Linked DNA regions of Mus musculus: regions 1, 2 and 4 are each linked to region 3. The links are chromatin contacts, called in public Hi-C and promoter capture Hi-C maps. All regions are on one chromosome and are shown on one strand. The core of a region is the stretch at or near the end of the contact, and the rest is flanking DNA. Distances in the headings are between cores, read along the strand shown. Region 1 overlaps Gm46660 (a long non-coding RNA gene). Region 2 has its middle 45 kb from the start of Gm41879. Region 3 holds the start of E330013P04Rik (RIKEN cDNA E330013P04 gene). Region 4 has its middle 23 kb from the start of Gm41879.

Region 1 (5,474 bases), core at 2,077-4,576, 260 kb after region 3:
AACTGAAGTATGCAATTGATATTCAAGTGGGTCAGAACAAAGAGTGTGAAGCTGAAACACAAAAGCAAAATGGCCCCTGTTTGCAATCATGGTGTAAAGAATTCATGAGTATAGAGGGCATTTTTGTTTTACTTCTTCTGTAAGTTTTAACATTTTCAAAATAAACGAGAAAAGAGAACATCTGATTTGATCTTCACAGAGACACAGGGTTATCCAGTGTCGAGCAAAACAGTCGAAAACAGTGGTTCTTAACCTTCCTGTTAAACACCCCAGGGTCACTTACCAGATATTTACATTATGATTCATAACAGTAGCAAAATTACAGTTATGAAGAAGTAATGAAAATAACCTTATGGTTGGGGGTCACCACAATATGAGGAACTGTGTTAAAGGGTAACAACATTAGGGAAGGTTGAGAGCCACTGATCTAAAAGAAGAGAAAGATTCATTAGGCTGCATGCTAGACCTTTCTACCAACCCACCTGGCTTGGCATTTACCCCCATATCCTATCCAGTTAACAGGCTCATCCCTTCAGTGTTTCCTAGGCCTTGAGACCTCTTGTCAGCACCTGCAGCTCCCTCCCTCCCTCCCTCCCTTCCTCCCAGTTTCCCTTTCTTCCCTTCTTTTGCCAGAAATCCCACCCTGCATCCCCCTGTGCTGCTTCACAAGTTCCTCTAGGGATTGCTTCCATCAGGGGTCCCAGGTGACTTGTTTTGCTCAACCTTTGCCCCTGGCCTATATCTTTGACTCCCCAGGTGTGTCTGCTCTCAGCTTCAAGCTTCCCTCCCCCATCTAATTAAACCCAAGTGGTGCCACCTGGCCTTTTCCTTCCTTGTTGGGCCTCTCAGTCTGGTCTCTTTCCCCAGGTTCCTTCTATCTCTGCCCTTGCCTGCCCTCCCTTTTCTGAGGGTGCCTGTGGGTCTCCAGGTGTCCAGTCTTCAGCTGTCACTGGAGTGGGTGATGGCCTTTGAAGCAAGCAGGAAGGCCTGCTCCTCCAGGCGCTGGTCTCTTCACAGATACCCTGACAGATAGGTGGATCTTCCTTGCCCCTCACAGCCTGAATACCAAATTGGTGGCTCTTGCCACCACACTCATTCCCACCCTTGCTTTGACTCTTCATAGTCTCACTTGAGAGTTAATGCCAAAACATAACCCTGTCATTTCTCCTTAACCCAGGCCCTGCCAAACAACGCAGACTGTTAACTATGGAGGGTGTGATTTTTGTTCTCTGTTCAATCAAGTAGAAAGGAAACAAAAACAGAAACAAAACAAAACAAAACAAAAGCCTGTAGGGATTGGCTCTTGCCTGGTTTTCCCAGATAGAAATCATGGCTTGCCCACTGAACATTGAACAGGAAAATAGTGATTCTAGTCTCAAATATATTAAGAAGGAATCTATCAGACACAGGGAAATTGTCCCGTCCATCTAATTTTGTTCTGTAACATACTATAGTTATCCCTTAATGTCTCTAGGAAATCAATGCCATATTTCCCTTGTGTCCCAAAATATGCAATGCTTATGTCCCTGATATCCAACACTATAGCAATTTGCATACACAGTCTGCAGACATTGCCCATTCAAATCACCTCAGATCCTTGCCATGTCAGCTGCAACTGTTGTATATATGGTTGCTGTCCTACATTATGAAGGGAATAATGATGAGAGGGAAAAAAAGAACATCTAGACGTGCAGTACAGATAAAGAAAATTTTCAATCCAATGTTGGTTGACTTCATGATGCAGAAGTGGCATGGGAGGAACTGTGTCTTCAGCTGATTACAGAACATGGTCCCTCCTCCAGGTGGCCAATGTGCAAAGGGCAGGCCACTAAGTGGCATCCCCACTAACCTCCTTGTCTTAGTCAGGGTTTGTATATATGGTTACATCATGACCAAGAAGCAAGTCAGGGAGGAAAGGGTTTATTCAGCTTACACTTTCATATTGCTGTTCATCACCAAAGGAAGTCAGGACAGGAACTCACATAGGGCAGGAACTTGGAGGTGGGAGCTGATACAGAGGCTATGGAGGAGTGCTGCTTGCTGGATTGCTTCCCCTGGCTTGCTCAGCTTGCTTTCTTACAGAACCAGGACTACTGCCCAGGGATGGCACCACCTACAATGGCCTGGGCCCTTCCTCCTTGATCACTAATTGAGAAAATGTTTTACAGCTGGATCTCATGGAGGCATTTCCTCAAGGGAGGCTCCTTTCTCTGTGATAATTCCAGCTTGTGTTAGATTGACACACAAAACCAGCCAGCACACTCACTCCTCTTTTAATCTTGCATGTTCTCCATAATTTTCCAGAGTTTGAGAGGCAGAGAGGACTACATACATAAGTTTGATTCAATCACTAAACAATTTTTTGCATCTGTTTCCTGATTTGATAGAAAGGGAAAGTCAGCTGGACTCTCCCATAGCCTTAAAACACATTACAAAATACAGTGGTCTAGGGTTTTATAGTATTCATTTGCATTTTTTTAAAAAGTACTTTTCAGGGACTGGGGATGTAACTCACTTGGCAGTGTTTGCCTAGGATGCAAGAATTCCTGGGTTCAACACCCAGCATTGCATATACCCAATGTAGTGGTGATCAGCAGCCCATGAGAGCAGAGGCAAAAGAATCAGAGGTCACAGGTCATTCTCAACTACTTAACAAGAGAGAAGCCATTCCAGGGCCATGATACCCTGCCTCAAAATAAAATAAATCAAAACCATCAATCATAAAAACTGGTTTTTCCATGTTTCCCAATTCTAGTAGTTTCGGTTTTGAGCTGAGAAAACTGATCTGAACCCAAGACCTCCACTGATTATCAACTGCCATGCGGCAGCACCCAGAGTTTTCCTCCTTTATCTCTCTAAGGAGCCTTGTGCAGACACCCCAGGACACCCTACCCACTGTCCACCTTGTGCACTGCAGAGGCACAATGGGTTTCATCACCTCCCTCTGGTAAGTGTTTGATGATGGTACCTTTGATGTGAGTGCGGATCACCAAATCAAAGTGATGGTTTGTTTAATGTTTGCCACACATCCGGGTGATTCTGAAGCTAACACAGAAGAGGAGGCACATTACAACAGGGATTTCTCTCTCTAACCAATTAAGGTCATTCAAGAAGTCTCCCAATTTAAATAGTTGCCCAAGTAGAGAATGAGTCTCCCTAGCAACCATTTACTAAGAAGGCACATCAGATGATTGTGAAGAGACCAAAAATGCAGACATATAAAGTATGAGCCAGCAATTACTTGGACAATGACAGTTTGCATAGAAGGCACACTTGAGACCTGGCGCTAAGCTGTGTGATGAATACCAGTGTTAGGTATTTACCCTCAGTTTTTCCTCTGATTACTACACCAAGAATAAATTTTCAAATTCTAACTCTAGTAAGGCACAATAATACGATAGTAAGATATGATTTTGAAATCACATTCCTCTCCTCTGATACTTAATTCTGTGGCTGTGTATTTCCATAGAAGACCATCAGTTTCCTTTCTGTTTTCCAGAAGAGAAAGCTCTGGGGACAGTCTAGCTCTGCCCAGCCTCAGTGGGTACAGCTCACTGGATTGGCAGGCTGGGACCTTAACTCTAAAGCACTTGATCCTCTTTGAGGGAGGTGTTTCTGCATTCTGCATTCTGTATTCTGAGATGCCTAAGCAACACTGTGAGTTGCAAAGACTTGTGTGAGGGCTTTTCTAGTTGGCTAGAGCTATGGATGACTGTGGAGACCAGTTTAGTTCCCTCTAACTTAGGGAAAAGGATGGAGAAGCCCATTTCTAGTGCATGAAGTGTCAATGCCCACTAATTTGGTTTTACCTTCAATAAAGTAGATAGTTTTGCTTCCAACCAGTTGATCCTCCCAGAATGGGAAGAATGGGATGTTATTCAATGTGGCTGCAAAATTTTCATAATAATAAGCAATCAATATTGGCCCCCAGGAAGCCCTATTTATTCCATTCACTGGAAAGGAGACCATCTGTGGAGTAGGTACCACTAGGTCTCTGTCCTGGGAACATGGAATGTAGGCATCTGCAATTAATGTTATTAATTTTAATTGTGCACAGAATCCTTTGATGTCTGCAGTGCCATTATTCTGCCTTACAAATAAATAGCACTACCTCTCTGGTATAAGTTTAGGGAAAGCTATTTTAGTCCACTTTCTATTATCGTCAGGCAGTGGGCTTTACCAGCTCACACAGAACAAATTTGATTGTGTTTATATTTAAGCTTTCTTAACAAGGGAAAACAGGAGGATTAGCTTCAATAAAAACAGGAGCGGCATTCTGAATGTGTTTAAACAAGTTTTCCCCACCAAAAAAAAAAAAAATAGACCTATAGCATATCATTTTCAACTACACTGGCAGGGGAAAAAAAAAGCCAAAGGTTCCCCTAAAGAATTTGGACCATGCTCAAGGCAAGTTACAGCTGGATCCTATTATAGGAATCAATCTTTTCTCACCAATGACTGTTTACATCCATGAAGCTTTTCAGTAAATTCATTCAATCAAAAGCAGTTTTCGATGCTTGGCAAATATTAGATTACACATAATATACTTGTAATGTTAGCAGAGAAAAGAGGATGACACACACCCAGGCCACTCTTCAGAGCAGCTGCTGTGTCCACCCAGCCTGAGGCATGTCTCTGTGTAGATTGATGGGACTTACTTTAGTGCACTAATGCTGACACATTTACTTATCATTCATGATAATCACTTCTGCTGCTTCAGGGAGAAATTTTTCTAAGCACCTAAGTATTTGGGGGATTAATTACGGTGTGCTGAAAAGGAGGAAGGCACTTTTGGGGTGATACAGCAGTGTTTGTCAAGACTCTGGTCCAGATAATCTAATTTATTCTTTTGTTCAATTAGAGTAACTTGTCTGTGTCCTCATTGTTCTTTGTCTCAAACTGGAGCAGTGGTGTTTTCTTAAAAAAAAAAATGTTGTTTTGGGCCAGTAGGCAAAGTGCTTGAGTTCATAGCTTATCACCCATGTAGAACGCTATGCATGGCTGTGAGTATCTCTAACTCCAGGACTGAGGAGACAGAGAAAGATCCTCTCTGGAACTCAATAGCTAGTTGGCCTAGCCAAAATGGCAAGTTGCAGGTTCAGCGATGAGAAACTATTTCAAAAAATAAGGTTCAGAAGGTTTGAGGAAGACATACCGAAGGTAGCCAGTGATGTTCACAGTACTTCTACACACACACAAGTACATGGATATGCTTAAACCACACACATACATGCACATGGGTGTACAAGCATGTACATGTGCATGCACACACACACACATGAGAGAGGTCATTTGGGAAATTTCACTCTATAAGCTGTGCATTACATTTCTCTTTATGTAGCTTTCATTTCTGTACTTGACAAAACACCCTGCTGATAAGTATGTCTTCCTATCCCCTATCAGGAAATGTAGTCTAATGGTTAGAACAGTAAGTTGAATCTATAAAGGACTACAGTGAAAAACAGGTCCCCTCC
Region 2 (5,753 bases), core at 847-3,346, 150 kb after region 3:
AACCTGTTTCCTACCAGCAGAATGTATCTTCTTTCTGTCTGCCAGCTCACCTTCTTCCAGTCATTGCTGTTATCACAAGGTCTCCTAGTTGGTCGCTTCTGCAGGTTCTTATAAAGTCAAGAGTTGGAGACCATACCGTGAGAAAGCGAGTCCTTCACAGTCTCCCACCCTGACAAGCCAAATGGCCTTGTGCTAAGGAGCGGGTCATCACTCCCTTCTCCCTGTTCCCTTCCTGGCACCAGAGGCTGTAAAAGCTGAATTATAGTCCCCTCTTCCTTATCTCTTCCTGACTCCCATGACTTCCAAGGACATGAGTTACATGCTGAGCCTGGCCTGACACCCAAGGCTGTTAAGGAGGATTCCACCTTCAGGAGATAAGACACAGAGTGCCTGCCGCCTGGTGCCTGACTTCGGCCCTCATGTCCCCTGATGCCCACTTCTTTGTTCTTTGTTAATTCCCCCTCAACCCCTCCCTATTCCCCTCAATGTATGCTTTAAAACCCAGAGTTTCAGCCTAATAAACGGAGACCTTGATAGGAACGTTCTACTTGGTCTCCACTCCTCTTTTCTCTCCCATCTCATTTTCTCCCAGGTTTGTGGTCCCCCTCGCACCCACAAATAACTGAGTCCTGCTGGACGGGACAGTCAAGGCATTCTGACAACTAGCTACTCCAGCTTAGAGCTCATACTAGCCATCCTCTCTCTACCTTGTCTCTTCCAAGCTGGTAACACCACCTGGTTAAACACTTCCCATTACTCCTGAGTACAAGTTGATAAATGTACTTCATAATATCTAGGAAATATGAAGATCTTATTGAGACCATCCATCCATCCTGGTTTCTTTGTCTTCTGTCCTTCTGTCTTACTCCTCTACTTGGAGAACTACATTCAAACCAAACTACCTGTGTATGGACCTTCATTTGGGGCTCTTCTTTGGAGGAGTTAAGATTAAGACTCTTGGTATCCTCAGTGACTCCAGGAAGCAGAACCCAGGGTAGGATTTGGAAGCAGGATCATTTCTCAACCATACCTTATTTCTAGTGATAAGTGGGGTGGTGCTAATCTCTGGCATGTAGACACAAACAAAATACCCTTGAACCTCATAGGGATGAAAATAATAATATAGGTTATGGAATGAGCCAACAACATAATCTCAAGTCACCAACTGACATCTGAGCATCTAAAGGATTCCAGCACATCTACAACCAGCTGGAAGTCAGACCCACTGTGAAGTAGCATAGCCTGTTGAAGCTGTGTGTACAGATATGCTTAGAATTCTACCCCCAAACCAGGACTTTTAGCCTGGTCTTTTCTTAAGGAAAGTTTGAAATAGAGGTCCACATATGGAGCAGTTTATTTTCAAATGGGTTTCAGAAAGGAATAAGGAGAACAAAACAGGAATAGGAAGAAGCCATAGTGGTGAGTCAGTTCTTTGGGCTGTGAGCAGTGAGGAAGAAAGGTTCATGCTGTATGGAACAAGCCTCCAAAATGGAATAAGCACATGGCCATCAGATCCATCTGGGATAACAAAAGGTTGCTCCAAGTGATGAGAACTCCCCTGCATCCCTGGATTTTTTTATGAGTTGCTGTGATCTGGTTTCTGCTGCCATCTAGTTCTTTCTTGCCCCAGGATAGGAAGCAAGAGAAATGAGTCATGGTCAACTTATACAAAGCCCAAAGTTGGCAAGCCTTCATTTGAATGTTTTTTCATAGCGGTGGCTAAAATAAGAAATGGGCAAAGTGAGTTCTAGGACAGCCAGGGCTATACAGAGAAACCCTGTCCTGGAAAAAACAAAACAAAACAAAAACAAAACAACAACAACAAAAAGAAATGGGGCTCAGATTATTCGGAGGAGCATTTTATACACACACACACATACACACACACACACATATATACACATATGTATATATATCCACACATATATTATTTATTATATATATTTTTATACTATATATCTTTTCTAGCTACATTAGGTATATGTGGATACTAACACAACTAGAAAAGACTATTTTGAAGGACAACAACTGATCAACAGTGTCCAACACTGTACATGAGTAAGAGGAAGGCTGAGAGATGACCATCAGTGATGCTGAAGGTCATGGTGACCTGGACAAGACCTGATCTAGTGGAGTGACTCATCTGCTTAGACTCATGCATGCTCCATGTGGTTATGAAAACACAAAAACGAAGGCAACAACCTCTCAGCTACAGCCAGGGGACATGAGGTTCCCCTGACAATTTCCCTGGGCTCTCTTGAGTTACAAAAGAGGATGTCTTCTTGTCTAGGGTTATCTTGCCCTCTTCCAATTCCTTTAGGTCTTTGGCTCTTCAGAATTCTCTTGACATCTTAGGTATGAATACCTCTTTTTCCCTGTTGAGTTGTTCTTCTCCTGAATTCACCTAGGAGCTTTGTGCAGGATGCTTTTCCAGGCTACAAATTGAAGGCAATAGATGCAGGGTCACAGGAAGTGGCTCTCTTGGCATGAGTCCTCCAGCAGTCCCAGGGGTCTTTGCAAGTGCATCTTACCTTTCCATCCCCCCCTTTCCTTTGAAATCTCCTCCCTTCATAACCCTGTCTTCTCTGTGTCACTTTCTTGCTATGTAACTTCATCCTCCACCTATAAGTTCCTCTGGCCAAGCTCACATATGGCCTCATTATTGCTCACCTAGGAAGGTTCTCTCTTCTTACCCCATTCAGTGCATACCCATTCTCCATATTCTTCTAGAATCTTCCTTTCATCTGCTCTCCTGACTTGTAGAACCCTTTCTATTGGCTCATGAGTCCCAGATCCATATCCCTACTAGCCAAGTTATGCTTGGACTTATATTTATATCTCTGCCCTTTGGAAAGCCCATTTGTGGCTTTTTGTTCTAGCTTCCCTTCTTCTACCTGCCCCCAACAACAACAACAAGCTACCAACAACTCTCCTAGCTCCCAGGCTAAGTTCCCCCTACAGTCAAGCCTCAGCTGCCTCTTTCCCAATCCTCTAACTGCATAGTGTACCTTCTTCATTGAGGTCTTTTCTTGTAATGACTCTAAAAACAAAACAACAAAAAGCAAGCAAGCAAACAAACAAAAAACAAAAAAACAAAAAAACCCCAAACTTCTCTAGCTGTAATCTGCATCCCTTAATCTGTAGGCCCCATCACTGTGGTAATACAACACTCATCAGGGTCACCACTTGGATCTACCCACTCTTACCCTGATAGATTTGTAGCCATCACAGATTCTGCCTTGAGGGACTGGGTCCTCTTACCTTACTGGACACAATCATGCTCCAGTTTTCTTCCTGCCTCTCAGGCAGCTCTTTCTTAGCCTGTTCGTTCTTTGCGGGATTGATCCAGTTAACATACATGAGGTAGATTGAGTGTGGGCCCCCAAATTGAGTGAGGTTCCAACATTCAGAATATGTGAACACCACATTTTTTTTGGGGGGGGGGAATTAACTTGGGAGGGTTCTTGGCAGAAGTCATTAATGAAGGATCTCTAAGTATAATAATCTAAGTGTATGCAGGTGTCTCTCCAATGGCAAGTGCCCCACAAGAAACAGAAACAAAGACAGGCATAGAGGAGAAGGTGAAGTGAGGGCAGGGGTCAACCAGGAGATGTTCACAGCTCACTAGAACATGGAAGAATGGATGGGTTCTTTCTCCCAATACTCAGGGTGTGTATCCATGTTGGCACCTTAATTCTGAGGTCTAGCCTCTAAAACGGATATATATATATCTACCAACCTCAAGTACTCATTATGGCAATTCTAGGGATATCACACAATACTCAAATCAGATTTCCTAACATTCTATTCCCAACTTCTTCCAGGTCTTTCCGCTATAGGTCAGTATAGATACACTCAGATCTTCAGACTGGAAACCATAGAAATCATCTTTGGTTCTATCTCATTCCAGGTCTCATCCTTTGATTATCCCAAACCTGATCACTCCTCATTGAACCCAATTTCTTCTATTCATGAGCTACTGAAGATGAGTCTTAAATTAATTCCAGACAAAAAATCTTCTGGAGTCTTCCAAGTCCTAGCTCTGTAATGGAAAAATGGGCCCTGAGCACCCTGTTCACTGTTCTTGGTCAACTTTATCTCCCACCATCCTCCATTATGGTTACCCAGATTTGGCCACTTAGGTTGGCCTACTTAGTCTTTAAAATCTGCACACTCTACCATCTCAGGCAAGATCTTTGTTGCTAACATCACCCTGTTTTAAATTTCTCTTCTTAGAACCTTAGTCATATAACCTAAATCAATCTTTTATGTATTCATTATCTATGGTATTAAACTAATGTCTTTCACTCTAGAGCACTAATTATCTGAAATGATATCAGTCTATCTTTATTTATGCATGCTCTACCCTAGTGAAATATAAACTCCATGAGAAGGGCTCAATTTCATCATCAACAACCTGGAGTCCAGATATTATCTTGTGTACAGTGAATTCTCACTATTTGCTGATTGGATGAGTGTATTTTACTTATCTCCTTACAAATACTAAAGACTGACCAAATCCCCGACTATTTGTGTGTGATAAACCAATGGATGGATAATTGAGCAATTGAATATATTCTTGATCACCCCAGCTGGAAGGAATCTCTCCTTCCTTTGAATTTAAGTGCAGCATCATTTTCTAGTCAACACGTTATTCTGCCTTTGAGCACATATATTTCAACATATCATCTCTGCTATTGGCCATAATAATCTCTTCCAACACAAGGTTAGGATTATCTCTCATCTTTATTTCCCATGTGACACATTTAACCACCTGTTATAGGGAGTCAGTAGATATTCGGTGAGTGATGGAATGAATGAATACATGATTGGATGGCTTTTTAAAAGAAGCTTATGAGTTACTTTACATGAGCAATGTGGAAATGTCCACGTGCCCAAGACTGTGGACTCCATCCCTTTTCATCGCAGCTTTGCTGTGGCTTTCTACCAAATCTACCACACTAGGTCTTAGAGAATCTAAACATTTCATTTCTTCCCACTGAGCCGTAAATACAACAGGCAGCAAGTAGCAAAACCCTCATGACACCCCTGGGCCCACTGGACTCTTTTTTTGGGCCACTAACTCACTTAATTTGGTCTAGTTTAGCACATTACAAGATTGTTCAAGAGCACTATAAATGATGTCAGGCACTGTCGGAAACCACTTCAGAAAATCACTGCCAGTGGGGCTGGATCAAAGGGGAACACCTGGCAGCTAGCAGGGTCAGGAAAACAGAATAAATCATGTTTTTCTTTTCTACCTTCTTGAGATTTGCACCTTTCACCCCTAACCATTGCATGTATATTTCTTAAAATTTAGACCACTATAATGTAACTATAAATTATGTATGTGTTTATGGAATGTTTAGTCCATGCTCTCTAGTTCTTTTTTGTGATTATCAGGCTATTTGGCCACTATTTTGTCTATTTTGGTCTTTCATCAAGCTTAGTTTATTTTGTACGATCTTAAAAAAATAAATGAAGATGGTCATCTTTATCTGAATAAATCAGACAGGAATCACAGGAGATAATTTTCTGAAACTGGGATATTTTCCATTATATTTTCAAAGAAATGAGGTAGTACTGTGCAGCTGTTTTAAACACACCCACTCAAGAGGAACAAATATCTCATAACTGATATTTTCACATCTTAATTGTTATTTATATATCAAGATGACACATGCAAAAAAAAATCACATTGGTGGGAACAGTTCTTAGGGGAATGATCTTAGCCAAGGGCACCAATTTTCAAC
Region 3 (5,333 bases), core at 2,233-4,732:
GCCTAAGGGACTTTCATAGTGTATCTGAGGCAGACACACCAAAGACTGTGCTAAGAACCTAAGAAAGAAAATGGGTTCTCACAGACTTGCCAAAGATTTGGGAGAAGTCATTGTTTTCCACTGGCAGAGGAAATATAGACACAAGGTATGTCCCTTATAGATCACAGGTCAGAACTCTTGTTGTTATTCAAAAAGTATATAAAGTAAACTGGAGAAACTCACTTGCTAAAATACCCCTCTCCCCGACATGTGTCACACACACACACACACACACACACACACACACACACACACACACACACACACAGTGCTTCTGAGATTCCTCCTACCTAGAGTCTGAGTCCACAGAGTTCAACTTAAGTCAAAGGCCACTTAGGGGTTTAACTTTTAAGACACCAGAGTGTATAGAGACCCCAGCCAGTTCATTGTCATTCGCTAATTTTACTCTCCGGGGCAGGCACAGTAACTTGTCACTGTTTTGGGTGTAGAGAAGCTAAAAAGAGGATCTTATGGGACAACCATAGACAGGCATCCCAAACTCTTTGCAATTCAATTTGTAAAGTATGTGTGTGGGGGTGGGGGGAGGGAATGACCCCACTTGTGTCTGAGCATGAGTGTTCGAGAAAGTGAATGGCTTTTCACTGATAATTACTGTTATTTTCTCTGAAGAGGGTTTGTCAGAGAAGCTAGCAAAGCTTACTACTGAAGTCTCTTACCTTGCAGGCCTCCCTCTGTGGCCCTGTGTTTAGCTCTGATAATCTTGTCCTCTGATTCTTAAAACAGGTCTCTAGATATATCGCATAGGCTTCAGGCACCTGGAACCTGGATCTACCCAGGGTTTCCCGGGAAAGGAAATGGCAGCGTGAGCAAACCGGAGCAGCCTTGCCTGGCTCAAAGGTGAAGTTTCTAATTTATGGTATATCGTGCTTGTGTGTGGAGTCTCCTTACAGCCTGTGCTTCTTAAAGAAGCCCTGGGCAACCTGGGTCCATCTGTTACTCCTACTTGTTGAAGACAGAAGCATGCTGTGACTCATTGCAGGGGCTTGTAGTTCCCAGAGCACCTAGCACAGCCTGGGTTATTTGTTGAATGAATGAAGTATAAACCAAGCGCTGGCACCTTAGAGCTCATAGATAAGAAAGGTCATAATGACCTGAAGCAGACAGGTGCAGTCCATGGAAATCTGGTGTGAAAAACAAACCCGTGTGGGGGCCTTGAATCAGAAACCTGCCGTATCTGGGAGGCTGTGGAATGTGGGAGGGCGCTCCCCACATGCAGGAAGCTGCCATTCTCAACTTGGGTTCCTATTCACTTCGGTGTGTCTGATAACAAACGGGTATATCTTCCTTTTCTAGCCTCCACCATGTTCTCATTTTCCCAGCTTGCAAACAATGCCTATGTCAAAGCAGAACCCCAAACATAAGCAGAATCCAGCTAGGGGGTGAACCGTGCCCCCAGGCAGGGCTTTGGGCAAGAGGGGGAGATGCTCAGACCCAGATTCCACATGCTGTGTAGACTCCAATTACCCAAGGACTTAGAGATCAAACAGCCCAACTGTGCTGCACAATGAAGGAGGAGGTCTTAATTTTACCGTGTGCTACACCCTTCCAGCCAGACTGTGAGAAACAATGCATTCCCTTTATGTTCTCCGGAGCACAGAACCTCCCTGAGATTGTCTTGTGTTATCTCAGCAACATCTCTCTAACGTGGACAGGAGGGAGACTTAAGGCGTCTGAAAGAACCGAGTGATTTCCTCTGGCCTGGAGTGAACATCCCGGCAACCAAAGACAGCTTTAGCAGAACGGCTCATTCCTACTTGGCCTGTGACGGAATAGGATATTAATGTTATTTATTTTTAGTTCCAGATCTGTATTTTAAGGTGTTTTATTGGTTTATGGGAAAATGGGTTTGCGTGAGCTGAGCTATGGTATAGGACTTGATGTATATAAAGCATGTATGAAAAAGCTTAGAAAATAGCATGGGCCAGATGTTAGAATATTGCAAGTTTTTGTTTTCTTTCTTTTCATGGTACAAACAAGGTTTTTGATGAATCATGGTACTGCCAAAAAAAAAAAAATCTAGAAAAAAATTCCTTTCAATTTTACCCACTGAGCCATCAACCAACCAGCCCTCCCTTTAAATTTTAACATGGAACAACATTTGGGAAATTGAATATTTAACATTGAGAAAAGCGGACATCTTTGAATTTCACTTGGTAGACATTTTAGCAGGCATGCCACAGTAGAAACACAAACCCACAGTTTTTATTTATTTTTATGAGCCAGTATTTTTTTTATTCTTTCAGTTTCCAGATAGTGGATTCAAAAATTTCAAACAGTATTCAAAAGGAGATAATGATTCTTAGAATTTTTTGACACAGGGGCTTCACTTGAGTAATAATCGGATACCCTACATCGACACTCTTCACAGACTTTGCTAAATATGAGCACTGGAGATGTCTCAAGTCGATCAGTGTTTCCATGGAAATAGATAACCCTTAGATAAGGCCTGAGAAACAGGGTTTGAGATGCTGTGAACCCCAGTCCCAGCACAGGAGAGAGATCAGAGTTCCGAAGACAAATGTGTATTTCTGTAGGATGAGTGTTTTCTCCGAAAGCATTAAGGGCGAGGACAATACTATCGTAGGGTTTTTAATCTTGGAAATAAGAGAGTAAATTACTTTGTACCTTATGCTTTTCAAGAGTGGTTAACCCAGCTTTGGAAGCAATGCTTCCTATTCCTAAAGGCAATAAGAACACTAGCTTAGAAAACTTGTGAATTACGGCTTCCCTGGCTGTGAGTTCCTAAGCTATTTATCTTAATTTTAGTTATCTTCTCTCATTCCAGTACTGCACTACATCCACACACATTTAATGATGTTTGTGAAATTCATAGCTAACTGTCTTGTATCACTTGGGGCTGCCTGGACATTACTTTTTGCTAATACTTTCTGCAAGAAGAACTCTCAAAGTCTGCACTCTACTTTGGACTTTTAACAAGAATAAACCTACAGAGCTGTATTTCTATCACTCCTTTCTGACTAAATCAATATTTGACTGGAATAGCCCCCATGAAAAGTCTGATTATTGAATATTGTGAAATCCACATCACTGTCCACAGCCGAGAGCAGTCCTCCTGCCCGTGGGTAAGAATTAAGATGTCGCAGGCAGGAATCAACACAGGATACTGGATTAAGTGAAGCTTTTTTCCCCCGTGTGTTAGAGCAAGTTTTATGAGTTAGAGAAGTCGCTGCCAGGCCGTGGTTTCTACACACAGGAGTAGTCTCTGCTGGGAAAAAGGGTTACAAAAGTCACCCGGCTTACCTTGCTTGTCACCACAACTCTGCAGGCGCGAGTGTCTCCAGTCCCACAACAGTTTAACTCACATGGATCCAGGAAGAAACCATTTCTCTGACCGATTACATCTTGGTTGCTCCCAAGGATACAGGGCTTTTGGGAAACACTGTGCATGCGTTCTTCGGTGGTTCCTCTCAATTTAAAGGCTGAAAGATGGGCAAGTGTCCAGTGGCTGCCCGACGACCGGGACAGGAATTCGCAACAGTAAGGCTTGTTCAGAAAGGGTTTCCCGTGACACAGCACAGTTTCACAGCAGCCACTAGATGGCGCATGAGAACCACTTGTGTCAGGCACCAACGCAAATGATCAGGTCTGTTCACAGCGAACCAAAAAAGTCCGAAAACAATCCTTCCCAAACTACTTTTCTAATAGGTTATTATCACCATCTCAGTGTTTACACGAAACCTAAATGGTCTTGATTTGTTTGGTGACTGTAGGGGAATCCTCCACAGAATATCCCGGTCAGATTGTAAACGTGGCATTTTAAATCTTTATTAAGTCAGAAAAGGGAATTGAGACAGACAGGAGCAACTAAATCTACCTATTTAGTACTGAACTTCAACAAAAGTTTTCTAAGTGTCTACTGGGTGGGAATGTTACTTAAGCTTCTTAAATGGTAAAAGAACATTCTATTACCCGGAAGAAAAATAAAAACCAAAATAACAACAACAAAAACAAAACAAACAAACAAACAAAAAAACCCAAAGTACCAGCAGCAAAAACGGTACCATCAATTTCACATTGTACAGAATGTCAAAGATATGTTAGACCTACACATAGCTCTGGGACTTCAGTAGTTGAATTTAAATTTTTTTTTCTATTTATTTATTTGAACGTGTGTGAGCTCATGTCCTACTGTGAAGGTCAGAGGGCAACTTGAAGGAGTCTGCTTCTCTTTCCACCATGTAAGTCTTGGGGATTGACATCATGTCCTGAGGTTTGGTGGCAAGTGTGTTTACAGTGAGCCAGCCATCTTGCCAGTTCATCATTTCTTGATGTAGAACAAATATGAATGTCAGGGACAAAAACCAAAGCAAAACCAAACCAAACCACAACTGCAACAACAAACCCCCTATAATCTCAGGACTTAGCTTATAATTTTTTTCCCTCTTAGAGCCAAGGATAACTCTCTTTGCCTTAGTAAATGTAAACTCCTATACAGAAAATACTGAAAGAGACAAAGTTACAGTGGAAGCAGTTTTTGTTTTTCTTTTGTGTTTGTTGTCATCAAATATAAAATTATGACACTTCTAAACCCACCTTCTGATAAACATTAATAGTAACAGATCTTATAGAAATATTCAGAGGGGAAAATCCTCAAGAAAACATCTTCAAGTTGATTTTGAAAGTTCTGAAGATGACTCAAAAGTCTCTGAAATATGTTTACTAGAAAGTCAGTGGCTTAAAACAAACAAACTAGGGGCAGCTTTTCTCTTTCACCCTCCTTAAAGTAGGTGTGATATTTCTTCTGAGGCAACCTGGAGCCCAGAGTAAAGACTGCTCTCATTTTTAGATCACTGGTTGTTTGTTTGAACTGAAGAATTAGTTGCATTTCAAAATAAGGACATGCCTAATGAAATGATTAAAACACACAGAGCATTAAATTATAAGCAGATGGGAGAGAAGTGGGTAGGGGGGTGGCCTTGCTGGGGACCTGAGTCCAGGGGAGCTGGCAGCTTTGGGGATTCCTATAGCAGACAGTTGCTTAAGCAACAGAGAGCAGAAAAACTACCTTGGAAGGCAAATCTCTCTCTCTCTCTCTCTCTCTCTCTCTCTCTCTCTTTCTCTCTTTCTCTCTCTCTCTCTCTCTCTCTCTCTCTCTCTCTCTCTCTCTCTCTCTCTCAGATATCTATGCAACAAGGCCCCTGAGGGGATAGCCATTATTAATACATAGAAGGACTTGGAGAAGCGGGACCAGGAGCTGCTTCAGGGGTGAAGAGCTGAATCCAGAGGTCCCGTGTAGGAGTGAATTAAGCAGA
Region 4 (5,163 bases), core at 1,395-3,894, 130 kb after region 3:
TCAGTAAAGTCCCTGCTACTCACGGCCTTTGAATGTTTACCTTTGGCTTGCCAGTGATAGTTCAAAGTATAGCCACTTTCAGCGCATAGACTTCATTAGTTGGTGACCAATTATATGAAGGTTAAAATAGCTTCAAGGAAGGTGGGCCCTCCCAGTGACTTGATATGGCTGCTGAAAAGTCCATATAGCCCAGGTATGGCCTGGTTGTTCCTCTTGCTCTTCTGGCCTTTAAGTCTAACCAGAAGACCCAGCCCAGCCATGTAGCCTAACAGCAACAGAATATATTCTCTTGTTCCACAGAGACTGGTCTATTTGGAAGGTTGGTTAATTAGCAATTTGAGTAGGCGAAAACCATGAAATTAAGAGTTCAGTCACATCCTTTAAGCAAAGGAATGTCTTAACTTGTAAGTGCCCAACATAGGCTATAAATTGAGCATGGAAAGCCATCTTCCACAAACCTGGAAGTGACTTAGAAAGCCATTTCATACCAAAGCCTGAAGGCTGTCTGATCCAATCCTCCAGAGAAAGAGTACTTCACCAACTTTTCCCATGTGCTGTCGAGAAAGGTTCTGTGGCAGAATGCTGCTAGGATTCAGCTAGGCATATCAACATCCACACAATGCCCTAACAGGGATCATTTAGGCCTTTAGTTTGGTGATAGGGTAGGCTCTTGCACAACACCCAGTAACACTGATTCTTGTGACAGCAGCATCAGTCCCAGGGACAGACCCAAACCTTGTGAAAATGAAGAGCTGCTGTCTTCTTAGGGTCTTTCCTGGGCCCAACCGGAATTTCACACCCAGAAAAATTAATCACCAAGAACCAGCACCATCTAGTTCTCAAGGAGAGTAGTTCTCCATCTTGACCCAGGGCCCTAGGCTTCAGCTTCATTGGTGCCCACATGATGGCCATGGCCTTGGCAAAGTACTCCTGGCTTCTCTTTCTCAGGAGGCTGCATCTGAGGCCAGGGTGTGCTGAAGGAATATAGGCATCTCCTCTATTCCTGGGAATCTTCTAAAGGATTCTAAGCCTTCCACTCTATACAGTCTTCTCTGGCTACTAAATTCTACCACGACCCAACTGCTAATAGAGGTGCCATTGCCACAGCTGAACTTGACATCACAAAATGCATACATCTTTTCTTTGAGCTTTTATTTGTGACTTACTTAAATTACTTATTGACAGTGTCTTGCTAGACAGATCATGCTGGCTTTGGACTTTGAGAATCCTCCTGCCTTGGAACCACAGTGCCTTAATTATAGTCAGATGTGCGCTGCTGTACCATGCTTACTTCAGCTTCTTCACAATGCTTTGCAGAAGACCGTGTCTTTCTTTCATAGGCTCCACTTAAAGATCATAGTTTAGCTTTTCCAGTGACATGACATGAGATATTTTCATCAGCTTCATACACATGTGCAAGGTAACTGACACAAACATTGCATATGATGTACTGTTTTCATTTTCCCTCTTTCTCTCTTAAGCTTCTCCCACCCCTGTTGACCTCCTTCTTCCCAACTACCTTCATATCTGTTTTTGCTCTCTGACACTATGTAGGGTTGTTGGCATGAACATGATCCTCAGCTTTAAAAAAGATACAAAGATATTTCAGTACCAGGAGCTCCGCAGACCTCATCTTCCAGAAAAGAGGGCAGGCAAGAATCTCTTGGTCAGAAGAATTTTGCCCAAAATGGAAAATCCCTTCACTGTACATTGAGTGGAAAAATTTAAATGATCTCATAATTACTTTATACAGTACAAAAAGCAGAAGAAGCCCTCAGTGCCTTAGTGTCTTAGTCTGGATTTATTGGTGTGGATATAAAGAGAAAAGGACTTGTCTAATTGTCTCCCATTGAGAGATCAGTAGCACGCTCCGGGTGATTGATTTCTTTGTGAGTGTTACCTAGGTCTTGTGGCGTATGTCTTTCAAACAGTATACAAGCCACAGAAAATATAAACAAGTCACCCTCACAGTCAGCGAGGCTAAGTTCTAGAGGAGGCTGCTCAGATGGCCTCCTTTCAAATGCCTGGTTGTGAAACAGCAAGCCCTCTAACTCTTTATGACTGAATAATTATCTTTCTTCCCCACAGGCTTCACTTACAATGAGTTCTGACCTGGCATCTGTCAATTCCAAAGACTTTTAAAGAGCAGAGTCACCTGTGGGCTGAAAATGGATAAACATATCTCTTAACAACATTCAGTAATGAAGCCCGTTGCTTATTCAGTGACAAGCTCGTACCATGGGAAGTTATTGTTTAATCACAACCCTCCTGGAAGAATGGACAGGAATAGAGATCTCCCATTTCACTCTCTGTTTCTAATTGTATGTTCAAGGGACATGATTTTTAATGAAGGAAAATCTTTGCTATCCAAATCTCCTACCCCTGGTCTGGGGCTTGTACTGAGAATGCAGTTTAAGATGGAGAGTTGCTTGGGATGGGCGTCCTATAGAACTTTGCTGGAGAAACACCCTGAAGTGTGACCGTCACATCTGCATCGAGTTATGAAAAAGGAAGGCTTGTTAACCCGCTGTTTGGAAACCAGAACACTTTTATCAGTTCATATAATTGCTAACCCCTTATTCACTGCTCAGCACTGGAGAGTTCTTTACCTCCTAAGACCTCACTAATTGCTGACAGATTTGATTTCTCCCTGACAGCAGGAGTCCTGTTTCTGGCCTTTACATCAAGTAATTGCTTTATTTTTCTCCCTCTGCTCTAAAAAACGGAATTCCCTTCTCCCCTGCTTGAACCCCCTTAATGGCTTCTTTCTCTGTTATTAAATCCTTGCCATTTAAATCACATTTAGCGATGTTTTGAATAACTGATTCCAATTACTAAGGCTCTTACCAAGAAGCAGCTGAAAACGCAAGTCATTACTTGCCCGTAGACAAGCAGTTACACCTTGCAGCCGAGTCTCTGGCGAACTGTATTGTGTTTCTCCTCAGTACGGGGCGATTTATACTCCTAGGAGGCTGGTGCTCAGCAAATATACAGCCACTGGAGCTCTCCACAATATCATTTGAGCATAATAGATATTAGATTTAATATTTATTTTATAAATAGCCTGATTCCTTAAAGAAGCCATTCTCTTCTTCCCAGAGTAGCTGGATGGGCCAGTTGGGACAACAGCAGAGATGAGCAGCTGACCGCCGCATGACCCACATCAGGTTTGCTTTACAGAGGTCTAATAAACTCACGGTGGCCCAAACAGGTGACAGAGCCACCCTGTCTGCCGAGGACAGTGCACAGCCCGTTACACTTCACTTTGACACACTTTAGTTTGGTTTTCTTTGGGAAAAAGAAATAGTTAAAAAAAATACTGAGAATTCTCACTATCCTGTCTTTATCTTTACCCTAAAATTCCATCTGGGTTTTCTTCATTTTCTGCTTACTTCGCAAAGGGATTCATCTGGTAAATTCTACAACATGACTGTCTCTGTGACCTGTGTTCTCATTGAAGACTTGGCAGGACGATCCTTTTTTTTTTTTTTTTTTTCAGCCATATTGGATGTAAGGAGTCAAAGTTGTAAAATCTGTTGTTTGAGGGAAATAATCAGACACACTGGCCTGTGATAGGTATATTTTCTTACCACATTGGTGCTGAGGAGATATGATTGTGTTGGGTAACTTTGATGCAGGACCCCCCACCCCCACCCCTGTTACTCTTGCTATTTTTATTTTAGCAGGTATGGCATCAATGATGCATCTTTGTCTTTCTTATCTTGAATATCAAATAACTAATGAATTGTATAAACATGTGTGTCACCTTAAGTTTAAATGGCTCTTCAGGAAACTGACCCGGCCCGGCCATGTAGCTATCGGCAGATCTGACTTACTGAACTGGCCAACCTCCTGCTTCCAATTTCATTAGTCAGCTGTACACCTTGGCTAGCTCTGGGGCTAAAGAAGGTTATCGCTAATTTCAAACTTGAGAGTTCTTAGCAAAATTGAAAGGTCTCTCAATTTCATAATTACATCTACATGTGAAAATAGTTTTGTGAGTGAGGTTAAAGTCAAGAGGCTTAATAAATACCACCCCTGTGAAAATAAGTGAGTTCTGCAGTCATTCATTTGCTCTGCCGTGCACAGGCCTAGACCATTCTCTACTTTTGTGGAGGCCTAGGAAAGATTAAAGACAAAATTTCATTGCAATACAGCGATGGCTTTTCTTCTTAAGTTCTGAACTTTTGGTTCTCATCTTTTTGTTAATGTAAGAAACAAGAGAAAAATCATTTTCTATTATTTGACCCTCTTCAAAACACTGACCCCAGAACACAAGGAGTTAAGAGAATTTAAAGAGGTGTCCTCAAGACCGAGAACTTTAAAACCTCCTGCTGCCCACCATATGCCCACTGAGATTCATAAGAGACAGAGGCACACAGAGCCAGGCGACTGGCTGGGGCACCTGGGATTTTGTATTTCCTATTCTTAAACATTGCCTCTTACATTATTTATGTGTGATATTTGTGAAAATGCTACCTTGAATGGCCCAGAATCCCCAGTCTTCTATTTGTATGTGGTGTGTGCTGGATTGGGCCATTGCCTATCCCAGCATCTGTATTATTCATGTGTTTCTAACATAAAGGCCATTACCTCATTCCTTCAGAATCAGGGTGCTGCCTATTCATCCACAGAGACAAAAAAAAATCTTGTTATAAGTCTTGGGATGAGTACTTAACAGACAGGACTAGCCCATCCTTCTGGAGCATCTATTATAAATAAGTACCCTCTGCTTCTGCTTAGTCCATCACCCTGTCTCTCACCTTCTCAGTTCTTTGTTGAGAGATCCATTTGCAGAGGGGTTCTCAGTGGCCAGTCTTCTCCTGTGAAGGTTCCCAGAGGAGACCTCTGGGGCATAAAGATGCTGGAAGAGTCAATAGTGCGATGTAGTTTTGAGGCGTTTAATACCAAACACATCCCATCAGACAGATAGGGGATCAGCAAGAAGCTTAGAGCCACTTCAGTAGTGAGGAAAACAAAGTAAATAAGCTAGGCCATCACAGTGACAAGAATGTGACACATAAAAGTGATTGCTACAATTGAAAATATTAAAATCATGTTCTACAAACATCATGGAAATGTTACTGATCATTTTTCTCACTGTGCTTGAAGTTAGCATTTTGTTAATGCTTAACTTCAAAGAGTTTTTGCTATTTTGAAAAT

What was found. Promoter capture Hi-C pulls out the DNA fragments that hold promoters and counts their contacts. A called contact is a pair of places that touch in the nucleus more often than the background predicts.
Region 1: a contact with region 3 is called in a Hi-C map of adipose-derived mesenchymal stem cells, with 4 times the contacts expected there. The contact joins the enhancer-like site here to the promoter of E330013P04Rik in region 3. A contact is called at or near these places in 5 of 39 promoter capture datasets (cranial neural crest, embryonic stem cells, hematopoietic stem and progenitor cells and 2 more), 1 of 15 datasets of contacts at CTCF or cohesin (the NIH/3T3 cell line), 7 of 484 Hi-C or Micro-C datasets (the 3T3-L1 cell line, adipose-derived mesenchymal stem cells, embryonic fibroblasts and 3 more), 5 of 115 datasets of contacts at active chromatin or transcription factors (the NIH/3T3 cell line, embryonic fibroblasts, embryonic forebrain and 2 more) and 1 of 9 other capture datasets (embryonic stem cells).
Region 2: a contact with region 3 is called in a Hi-C map of uterus, with 4 times the contacts expected there. The contact joins the enhancer-like site here to the promoter of E330013P04Rik in region 3. A contact is called at or near these places in 13 of 39 promoter capture datasets (3T3-L1-derived adipocytes, the C10 cell line, the HPC-7 cell line and 7 more), 9 of 484 Hi-C or Micro-C datasets (the G1E-ER4 cell line, cerebral cortex, cranial neural crest and 3 more) and 1 of 9 other capture datasets (embryonic stem cells).
Region 4: a promoter capture Hi-C map of second pharyngeal arch cranial neural crest shows a contact between it and region 3, with 6 times the contacts expected there. The contact joins the enhancer-like site here to the promoter of E330013P04Rik in region 3. A contact is called at or near these places in 9 of 39 promoter capture datasets (the 3T3-L1 cell line, HPC-7-derived erythroid cells, cranial neural crest and 5 more), 5 of 484 Hi-C or Micro-C datasets (the N1E-115 cell line, cranial neural crest, embryonic fibroblasts and 1 more) and 1 of 9 other capture datasets (embryonic stem cells).

What each region holds. Positions count from the first base shown.
Region 1 is chr19:59,886,978-59,892,451 of GRCm38.p6, reverse strand. It overlaps Gm46660 (a long non-coding RNA gene), which reads left to right. Exons shown (of 2, transcript XR_001782703.2): 1 at 1-2,947. Among named protein-coding and RNA genes, the nearest start is that of Gm46660, 3.6 kb to the left of the region's middle. Within about 2 kb of position 3,326, at least 15 of the 459 cell types and tissues checked have an H3K27ac peak or open chromatin away from gene starts, as enhancers often do. A contact at or near this core is called in the NIH/3T3 cell line, adipose-derived mesenchymal stem cells and embryonic fibroblasts, where this site is marked.
Region 2 is chr19:59,991,579-59,997,331 of GRCm38.p6, reverse strand. No RefSeq gene overlaps it. Among named protein-coding and RNA genes, the nearest start is that of Gm41879, 45 kb to the left of the region's middle. Within about 2 kb of position 2,096, at least 4 of the 459 cell types and tissues checked have an H3K27ac peak or open chromatin away from gene starts, as enhancers often do. A contact at or near this core is called in cancer-associated fibroblasts and uterus, where this site is marked.
Region 3 is chr19:60,142,824-60,148,156 of GRCm38.p6, reverse strand. It overlaps E330013P04Rik (RIKEN cDNA E330013P04 gene), which reads right to left and starts at 3,482. Exons shown (of 5, transcript NR_026942.1): 1 at 3,322-3,482.
Region 4 is chr19:60,013,547-60,018,709 of GRCm38.p6, reverse strand. No RefSeq gene overlaps it. Among named protein-coding and RNA genes, the nearest start is that of Gm41879, 23 kb to the left of the region's middle. RefSeq lists an enhancer at 1,873-3,268. Within about 2 kb of position 2,644, at least 7 of the 459 cell types and tissues checked have an H3K27ac peak or open chromatin away from gene starts, as enhancers often do. A contact at or near this core is called in second pharyngeal arch cranial neural crest, where this site is marked.